Linked DNA regions of Drosophila melanogaster: region 2 is linked to region 1. A link is a contact called in public Hi-C data. All regions are on one chromosome and are shown on one strand. Each heading gives the region's core, a stretch centred on a gene start, on an enhancer-like site or on the middle of the called end of the contact. The rest is flanking DNA. Distances are from core to core; before and after follow the strand shown.

Region 1 (5,240 bases), core at 1,608-4,107:
GTTGTTGTTGCTGTTGCTGGTGGTGAAGGGCGTGCAAACTGCTCTGCAGCTGATTCCAGTGGTGTCGCGAGGATAACGATAACGGCAGACCCTTGGGCAGTTCCAAATCGGTGGCTAAGGCTATATTACCCGGATTCGAATCTCTGTCCCTATGCGTTTCCGTATCCGTATGCGGCGATGTGTCCACTTCGGCGGCACTTTGCGTTGTGATTCGTGTCGTTAGTTTTGCGAAATTGGAAAGTTCGTATTCGAGTGTGGTTGTCGTTGTGGTCGTATGATTTTTACACACACGACTACTACAACAGCTCTGACTCTCTCTCTCATGGCTATTGTTGTTGTTGCTGTTGCTGTTTCTCTTCGTGTAACAGCCGAGCTCGCGCTCTTTGCCGCGACTATATGAGGAAGGACTCTGCGAATTGTTGGCGGTGGGATAAACCGGCGTGCTGAGGGAGAGAGAGAGAGCAGACAATATGTGAATGAATGTCAATGCGGGAGTGACAATAACAACCAATTCGTCACCAACATTCGGATACTCTTTCTGAAAGAACCGATGTTAACATTTTTAATTGAATTTTAATCGTACACACTCCACGTTCCCACACTAACAATTGTTAATAATATATATATTACATTTTAATAGTATATATATCTTATTTGAATAGTATATTATATAACAGTATATAATAATATATGAATTTCACCATAAAAAGCTTTTTGTAATAGCCAAAAAGTCGTAGAGCAATAAAATGGTATTTAGGGTTAAAAGAGGCCCTTAAAGGGTGGGTACTCTTCGTTTCAGATTCCTTATCAAGGTTTTCAGAACCTTTGAAATGCGCTGATATGTTTGAACGTATGTGCATGGTCATATGATGAGGCGATGCATCGCAGACACGCCTTCCAGATGGAAACCGATAAGTGGTGCCAAAGTGACACTGATTATTGCCAATTCAGAAACACACCCTCTTGATCTGTGGTCCAATCGTATGACACCACATTATACTTGTTATTCTGAAATTCTTGCATTCGACTCACGGTCCAAAAGTTTTTCTGATACCAGAACAGCGTCGTAGGATCGAGTACATGGCGGTGCTCTTAAAAGTCTTCTATATTATATACTTATTAGTATATTGATTTGCCGACAATTATCTCACTGAGTATTTGACTTTTGTCTGCGTTGCTGCAGCTTTCGTGCTGAACTGAACCGCAGTATTCGATTTGTTTTGCTACCACCATATGTATACACTTTGCGATTTTGTTTTGTTTCCGCGCTCTTTGGCTCTTTCTCTCCGATTAGTTTCAGTTGTGTGGGGTATATCAGCTGACTGATAAGGGCGGTGCAAACACTATCTGCACATATAAACGCCATTAAACAACGATTATTACCATCAAATCATTTGTCTGGGACCTGGAAAACATTGCGATGCGGCGTGAATAGCATGCGAAAAGTTTCCGTGAGAACAGCAGCGGTCGAAATAATAGTATTCAAATTAGACTATAGAGTATTGCAGTTAGCAATTTCTTATCTACTATTATTTATAATCAGTAGCTTTGATTTTAATGTAAACTTAAGTACAACGTGCGTGCATTACTTGAATTAAATAAACCGAACCTTTTCTATTAGAGATTATTAGACTCGATGGCGTTAAATATAAACCAATAATACCTCCTGAACTTGTGGCATCTGACTAAGTATAAATTATTTAAAGAGACGCCTCAAGGTAGAAGCCCCAAACCCCAACCTTAACCTTCAGTGTCCCGAATCGCTTCAGTTCCCGCCCCACTTTGCACTTGACTCACTCATACGACCGGTGGGCCCGTTCCGCTTTTGCTCGGATGTCTGTTTGATATATTCAATTATTACACAAAAATTGAAAGTAAAACACGGCAGGCGAATAAATTGGAATATATCACACATGTTTGTGTGTGTGCCCGAGCAACCTTCATAAATATTAACAATTTACTTCAGCTTTGCCAACGAATTACATTTTCCAAGTACCTTCGTGAGCAAAACACACCTGTCGCTCTAACTTTTTTTTTTCTTTTTACTTCGAAAATCGTTAATTAAGAAGGTGGTGCTCTAATTTTTTATCGATGGCGTGTGTCAGAAGTTATTCTTTTTTATCGCAACGCCGACGAGTCGCCTGTAAATCGTTGATAAAACACTAGTAAAACGAATCATTGACCACTAATGACACCTCGAGAAACAAATTATTGGAGGGGCGGGGCTGAGGGCGGTGGCTTGGCTTGCATTTGCACAAGAAAAAACTTGTAGTTGCAGGAAAGGATCTACTTAAATATATTAAGTATCGAAACAAAAAATGTTAAGAATTTGTAATGGTTTTTTATAAATAACTTTTTTATGTAAAATATAATTTCCTAATCTTTCAGTTATTAGTTTTTAGTAACAATAAAAATAAACAAATTAATTACAAACATGTTTGCGCATTAGTAAACACAAACTCTTTGGCCAACTCTCGCATTTTCGAAATCCTCTTTTGCCAATCGCTTGAGTTCAGCTTCAGTTTGTTCACTTTTCCATTTCATTTCTTACCCATTTTCATCGAAATTTGTTATGACATTGCGATCGGCGCAAATGGAACTGGAATTACCCATTTTGGGTTCTAAATTTCAGTTAAATTAGCTCCAGTTAAATAGTTATAGTTAATTATTTGGTAAACGCAAAACTTGTGAACTTTTCTAACGCGAAAATTAACTCAGTTCGCTTGACCACGCGATGTTTCACCGGAATTATTAAAAACAGTTATTAACAAAAATTAAAAAAAGTGTATTTTGAGCTATTGCGCTTGACTTAGCAACTCCGAACCGCCTGAAACTGAATCAAAAACTGAACTCGCGCTGAAATCGCGGCTCTGCGAACACCGGAGGCAACTTGCTAGCAGCGGGCGGCCCAAAGGAGAAGGAGAAGGAGAGTGTCCGGTGCTGCCCTCCCGCTCGCACCCGCACGCAGGCAGCACGCGACATTTGCTCCACTGAGTCACTTTGGTAGGCCCAGACGGCTACAGTGGCCCCTCGCTAAAAAGGATGAAATCTAAAATGCATTTTTAATAGGTTTTTAGTTTATTTCTTATATAAAAATCAATAACTTTAAACACTATTTAACGTTGATATTAGGTAATCTGCTGTTTTATTTAACTATAATTTGTAAATTTTTATGCTTTACAAAAGGACTATACAAAAATGGGTTTGTTTGTATTCTCTTTTTAATTTTAATCTAGCAAGACTTTCATTTCGGGGTTTCACCGTATTTGATTAATCGTTGCAGCCTTAGAGAAGCTTTGGCGCTGAGTTGTACTTCACTTGGAGTCACACAAAACCTGAGCGGTTGGTTAATCGCAGTGACCTCTGGGCGGCACACACAAATGCATGAAGCAATTTGTTGCTGGCCAATTAAAAAATAATAATTTCAGCTTTCAAAGAAGGCAACTCGATTGCTGACCATCGCGTCCCAGTCGGCTGCACTTGGCAAGTGGCGAAGAAAAATTTATAAATCCAATGAATTCCGGGTCATTTCAAATGCACTGAGTTGAAACGATGGGGAAGGGGACTCGGTAGTCGGTGTGGTGGATCCTTAGGCTTTTTTCGCCTTTTGACTCTGATTTTATCACCTAATGATTTTACCGCTGTTTCATTTGTCGCCTGGGTGGCACTCGAATTTTAATTAGATTTGCTTTATTGCACTGCTGTCTGTTGAAATCATAATATATATTGCACTAATGTTCAAAGATCTTGTTCAATTGTGCAAATATGACACACATTAATTACTGGGTTTGGTTTGCTATATCGAATTTATTGTTGAAGTGTCGGCTTGTGTTTACTGTCTAAAATTTGCGAAAGTGTCGTATGAAAAGTTGCAACACGATTTCAATTGCTGCCAGGGTCAATTGTAATTTCAGTTAAGTCAGTAAAAAAAAACCATACGGCGGAATCGTGGCTGCATTAATATTGGTATTATCGACATATACGAGAAAATTGTTGGATTATTGAAGTAAAGTGTGCATATAAAACTAACAAAGAATGTCGCTATACCATTATTAACTTATCTACATATGTATTTTAAAAACCACAGATAACATCGTAGTTTGTTAAAATTTCGATTCATTCTATCTAGTTCATACAATAGTGACCACGAAAGTATCTTAAGGAGGCCAACAATAACAATGATTATACAAGCGAAACTCCAAAAAATACTAAAAACCACTCCGAATGGAAATTTCCAGTTAGAAATTTTTATAATTTATATTTTTTTAAATTCGTTTAACAGAACCATAAAACCTAGCATTGCAAAACATTACTGATAAGTGATAGTTCGCTTAAAATATAATAGATGGCGCTATCGTTAAGCTCTAGATTTGGCCGTTAATTTTAGGCGCTACTGTTAATGTAATAAAAGCTTAAAAGCTTTGTTTGCGTTGGAGTGTTCATAAATAATAACAGATGGCGCCAGCTGCAGTTCTGAAAACGACCGTTATTTATCTATGATTAACGGTTTCTTTTGTATTATACAAATACAAATAATAATAATAATTGTAACAATAACACCTTTTGTTATGAATTACATTATTTCACCATAAATTGGTGGGTCAATTTAGGAATGCATGTTTGTAACCTGCGTTAGAAAATAAAATCAATGACCAATTGATAGTTTGCCATTTTATAATACAACACTCAAACCGCGCGATTGCTATTTTAGAGGTGTGTCAGCTGATTTTCCGAGTCCAGTGCTTTTCACATGCTCAGTTCAACCATGTTTTGCACATATTGCTTTTTCAACTTTTTGCCATTGCAATTTAATAACAACGTGATGAGGGGAGATCCAACGACGTGCAACAAGCAACAAGGCAATTGAGGGCCACTTTTATCATCAAATGATTTTACCCAGCTAAGCCAGCGCAATTTCCACGAAGTTGCATGTGACGGGGATAACACTGAGAAAATAACATAAAAAATCAACATGGGTATTAAGTTACCATATAGCAGATATAGTGGTTTTCTTTTTTAAGGATGTTTTCACATAGAAAGGCTTCCGTTTTTAGTAAGTTTTAAGAGAACCGAAGAACGTGCTGGAATAAATTTCCCAGTGTAAACAAACACAAGGATAGTAGTGAGTGTGTGTGTAGCGATTGCAAAAAAATGCAATTGGTGGATGGCAGTTGGGTGTGTGGGAGCGAAACGGTAATCTATCATAATTTTTATATCCTAAAATCCCATTTTCGTATTAG
Region 2 (5,240 bases), core at 1,669-4,168, 240 kb after region 1:
CTGTAAATGTGGTAATTGAATGAGTTCATTGTTGTAGTCTGACTTTCGATGAATAGGGAAACCAAATATAATTCAAACCCAATTCTATATATGCTTGACCTAAATCCTAAGTGCGATCTAATTGTAAACAATAATCAAACATTCCCACGCTAGAACAAATTTAATTGATATAATAAACAAAAATCACGTGTTGGGCACATTTTTATCAAAACAGGGCGCTATGCTAGCTTTATAGAATGCCTTACCTGTGCTCCAGTCAATGTGGCCATGTCGAGAATAATGTTGGCCTTCAGATCCTTGTTGGCGTAGCAAACGCCATCGGCGAGCACCAAGCGACCCTCGGCATCCGTGTTATTGATCTCCACTGTGCGGCCCGAGTAAAGGGTGTGAATGTCATCGGGGCTGCAAAGTAAACGCATTAGTATTTAACTGATCCATTGAATGCTAAACTAAGGGCAAAACCCACCGAGTGGCATTTGGTCCGACAGAGTTCTCCGCCAAGCAGAAGACGGCATGCAAGTTATCCCTAAATCCACACTGGACAGCCGCGTAAAAGGTTCCGAGAATCGCCGCCGCTCCGCCGCAATCGCGCTTCATGCCGGGCATGCCGGTCTTGGCCTTGATGCTGAGGCCACCGGTGTCGTAGACGATGCCCTTGCCGACCAGAGCGATAGTCTCCTGGGCGCCCTTTGGCTCATGGGAGAGCACAACGAGGGCAGGCGGCACAGCCGCAGCTTTGCCCACGCCGTAAATGCCGCCAAATCCTTGCTCCAGCAGCTCCTCGCCACGGATTACTTTTGGCGTAATGCACAGCTCCCTGCCCACATCCTCAACTTCCTGGATGAAGTGGTCCACGTTCATTTCGTTGCAGGGCATATCTACAATGCGAGCAGTCATTCGAATTGCCCGTGTGGTCTCATTCAGGCAATTTAGCTCGTCGTCTGTCAAAGGCTCGCTCTCAATGCAGCCATCCTTGTTGATTAGCACAAACTCAACATTGACTACGTTGCGTCCTGAATTTGCGTTTCCATCTCCACATCCAAGATTTAGCTTTGGCTGACTTGAGGCCAGCAGATTGCCCGTTTTGCGGGAATAGAGTGGAAAAGCGCGAACCACCGCACAGGCGCTGGCGAATAGATTCTCTCGTTCGCAGACGAGCACCACGCTCTCCTCGGAAACGTTCAGCACATGGTTCTTTACCAGACGAGTGATGGCATGAGCCCGGGATGCCGTATTGTGTCGGGATGCCTTCAATGGCAGGGCAGCCACGGTGGCCACATCGAGATAGAGGGATACCTTATCGGTGGGCGCGGGATGCAGACAAGCGACGGCATTCAGGAAGGTCTCCTCGGTGACGCGCGGACTGAGTTTGCTCTCCAGATGACTGAACTTCAGTAGGTTTAGATGGCGCAGCTGGCCGATGATCAGGACCGGATGTGTCTGCGGATCACTGCAGCCTAGCGACTCGTTAAACTTTACGTCCGTGGCCATCTGTAAGAGAATGTGTGTGCGAATGAGTAAAGAATGGAATGGCTAGCCAAATCCCAGTGATAAGCCGCCGGTATTATCTTATCGGTGCTAATCTGGTGTTTAGCGCTCCAAGTGCCCCACTTGCTTATCAGTCGACGACTTTGCACCACAGGGGCGGTCAATGGATGCAGCCATCCATAAATCACGAGAGCCAAAACCGGCGAGATAAGCAGTGGCATTTGGGTTATGGGTAGGGCCATCTGGACAAACACAGGGGCGTTACTCATCGGTTGCAAGCGGATGCAACGCTGTAGGGGAAGTTTAAGAATAGCTGACCCATATTAGAATGGCTCAATTAAAGTAGCTCCATTGTGAAAAATACTGCAGTATAATTTTATAACTAAAATTCTAATAAAAAACAATCAATCAATAATTATGTTTACAACTAAAAAGCATTGGGTTCATAAAATGAAGCTTCAAAAGAAAAAAATTACCTCTAAAATATTTTAACTATAATAATCACCTAATATACATAAATATAAATTGTATTGCATTTATAATGAACAAATTAAGATAAATTGTAGTAGCAATATGAATTCTAATAATTTACATAACATTTTCTGAGTTTTAGCGAATATTAGAAAATCTTATAAAATCAAATAACGTTTTTTTTTACAAATTATTAATTTTAATATATTTTGGTACAATAACTTAACTAAGTAGTTAACATTTTCAACTTAAAGCCATCAATTTTCCAGCTTTACAGTCGCAAGGCAATAAAAACATAAACTACCGAAAAGATATCGTTCAGCACATATCTTTACGATGCTCCATAAACTCGCATGGGTTTTATAAGCACGATATCATTGTGCATAAAGCGATTTAAGTTTCTTAAAATCGCAAATGCCACATGACCTTGAATTCGGTGCAACAAGAACAACAAGTGGGTCGTTGACCGACTCGCAGCATTCGAAACCGAAAAGTGGATAAACATCTAATTTACCCATTTTCAATTGGATTTGACTGGACACTCGATATGTAGAAATATTATGCAAATTCTATATTCTCTATTTTTAGACTCTTTGTTCGCGATTTCTTCGTTTGCAAAGCGTTTTTTGCACATTTTCTGCCTTTTTATTCGCTCACCTTTTTGAAGCGGGCGCTGCTGTAGGTGCGAGCGAGATGGTTGCGTATTGCCTGGACGCAGAGCAGCAAACGCATGAAGTGCCTGCTTCAGAAATTGCACAAAAATTTGCCAAAAGTGCCGACGTTTTATTTTTATTTTATTTTGCTGCCAATTTGACTTGCAATTTTTTGCTTGCCGGCTAATAGAGATGTGACTTGCACGACGATAAGTCGATGTCAGCTATCGATAAGTGCAGAACCACTTTTTTCTTTCAGCCTGGCCACCCTGCTGGTGTCGTGGAAGTGTCATCCCTAATGAGAAGTACCACCACTAACTGGAAAGCAAAACAAGCGTCTGGAAAACGGCGCTTAGTTTTTAAAGATTTTAATTGATTGCAGTAAATTGAGTTTAAAATGGCAATTATTATGACTGAATCGAGTTACGAAAGGCGCGTAAAGGCTTTGTACGAAAAACAAATTCACATGGAAGCCCTCGAGGCGAAATTCATCAAAAAGGTCTTTAAATTCAACAGCAATTTGTGTGAGTTGGAATTTATCTCCATATATCTCCATTTCAATTGATATATTTCACTAAATATTTTAGTGGATGTCAAGGAAGCAGCTTCGCGCCATCAGCGGAAAGTGGGAAAGTTGCAAAAAGTGCTCATGGAGCGGCGGGAGGAGTTGGACAAGCGAGTTTCCTTCATAGAGGAACTTGATCGAGAACTGGAGGCCACCAAACTTCACAATTTGGCCATGAAAGATTGGTTTAAACAGCAGAAAATGCTGGCCAAACAGCGCAAAAACGAAATCATGGAAAGGTCAGGGATTAGGTCAAAGATAATCATATTAAGATTTTCTTAGCACGAATGGCTAGCTAATATTTTCCGGGCTCCAATGGGTTCGATCTTGTCCTTATTATACATAAAAATGACTATTCATATTGATTTTTAGTCCATCCAAAACTACTATTGGTACAAATATATGTATATGACAATAATGTATTGTCAACATTTATGGTCTTTACATGCGTACAAGTTGCAGTGAGAGACTAATCAAATACTTTATTTACTTTAACTAAATCTATTAGGAGCATCATCAAAGTCTATAAACTGCAAATAATAGATATAGTTGAGGTCGTGTTCCAAATAACTTATTTAGCTTACATACATAATTTATTTGCATAGCCTCACATGCGCTCTTATTTTTCAAACAAATCCGATTTTAATGCGGTCAGTTTTAAACTTAGTATACTATAATGAGAGCAATGTGTGTTTATTTGTTTTATTTTATAGCATTCACACGCTGTCGAAGACAACAAGAACCTATATAAATCAAGAAGCGCTGCCGGCACGTGTGAAGGGTGTCACTGTACTCCGTGGCGATAAACGCGACCAGTTGATACCCTTTGATCTGAAGGCGACCGATGTGGAAGGACTGGACTCACTGTGTCAGCATCTCGAGAGTCTAAATGTGGACGTGGCGCAGTGGCAGCAGCTTATCTCGCTGGCCATGGACATGGCTATGGAGTCACGTGCTCCCACTACTCCGCCCAAGGAAGCAGACAATTGCAAGTCTATAATCGAGATTGATCTCACATCGCCGATGAGCCACACCTGACTTCCGATTAACTGATTTACTTGGATTAGGGGGAAGACCCTTTTCCAATGGAGCACTTTATTTTAGCATTATAAATAGTTGGCTTCCAATAAAAGCTCAATTGGGAATTCATCTTAACGAATTAAGCATCTTATTATAGCAGTTTTTTAGCCATTTAAGTACTGCTTGTAATTGTTTAAGTGCAGTGTAAATTATACATATATCTCCCAAAATTTTTTTTTTTTTCTTTTTTCTGATATATCATCTTCACTGGAAGCTTAAAAATTTTTAGAGATATCGCCAAAGAAGAGATATCGCGAAAGGCTCCAGTTTAAGTAGTTCCAATTCAAACTTATTCAAATTAAAAACCAGTTATTGAATTTATTTTAAATCAAAAGTCTTCTTATCATATTTAACCAAATTTACAACTTTAGTGATAATTATATCATAAATTTGGTTTAATGAGTTCTCTATTACTATAAGGTTTTATATATATTTCAAATGTTTGGGTAATTTCCTTATAACTATATCAGAACAAGACCTGTTTTATTAAACACCTTTCTTTAAGATTTGTATGATTATCTGAGAGCTTTTGACATGGCGGCCGGTGTTAATCGAGAAATCTCGAAAGTCACAAGCGACTCAGAGTGCCACCGACTAACCGATCTATGAATAAACAGCGATCCATATAGATTGGCGCTGCTCAATTGCTATTGTCCGGCGAAAGTTAGAGCGACCTATCGTGGCTACAAAAACGCAGCCGCACCGCAGCCGCGGATTCAGTTGTTGTCCGGAATCCACGATGATCACGGAAACTCTCCTGACGATCTGCGCGGCGGTGTTCCTCTGCCTTTCGTATCGATATGCAGTGGGTCGACCCTCCGGCTTTCCACCCGGTTCGTTTTATCTGGCTTTGCTGCTCTCTGGGTGGACTCAAGCTTATCGGATTATTCACAGGTCCTCCAAAGATTCCGCTTTTCGGCAGCTACCTCTTCATGTTGATCATCAACTTTAAGTATCTGCACAAGGCGGCTCTGACCCTCAGT

What was found. Hi-C and Micro-C count contacts between places; a contact is called where the count stands out from the background.
Region 2: a Hi-C map of the Kc167 cell line shows a contact between it and region 1, with 1.7 times the contacts expected there. The contact joins the promoter of Spc25 here to the promoter of Men in region 1. A contact is called at or near these places in 5 of 107 Hi-C or Micro-C datasets (the Clone 8 cell line, the Kc167 cell line, the S2 cell line and 1 more) and 2 of 6 datasets of contacts at active chromatin or transcription factors (the Kc167 cell line and the S2 cell line).

What each region holds. Positions count from the first base shown.
Region 1 is chr3R:12,719,585-12,724,824 of dm6, forward strand. Men (Malic enzyme) reads right to left here and starts at 2,858. Exons shown (of 4, transcript NM_080141.4): 1 at 2,552-2,858; 2 at 1-443. The coding sequence starts at 2,613.
Region 2 is chr3R:12,958,827-12,964,066 of dm6, forward strand. Spc25 reads left to right here and starts at 2,919. Exons shown (of 3, transcript NM_141982.3): 1 at 2,919-3,136; 2 at 3,200-3,416; 3 at 3,891-4,423. The coding sequence starts at 3,010. The coding sequence ends at 4,215. It overlaps grsm (granny smith), which reads right to left. Exons shown (of 7, transcript NM_169482.1): 3 at 467-1,491; 4 at 246-402. Cyp304a1 (Cytochrome P450 304a1) reads left to right here and starts at 4,965. Exons shown (of 4, transcript NM_169484.2): 1 at 4,965-5,090; 2 at 5,152-5,240. The coding sequence starts at 4,997.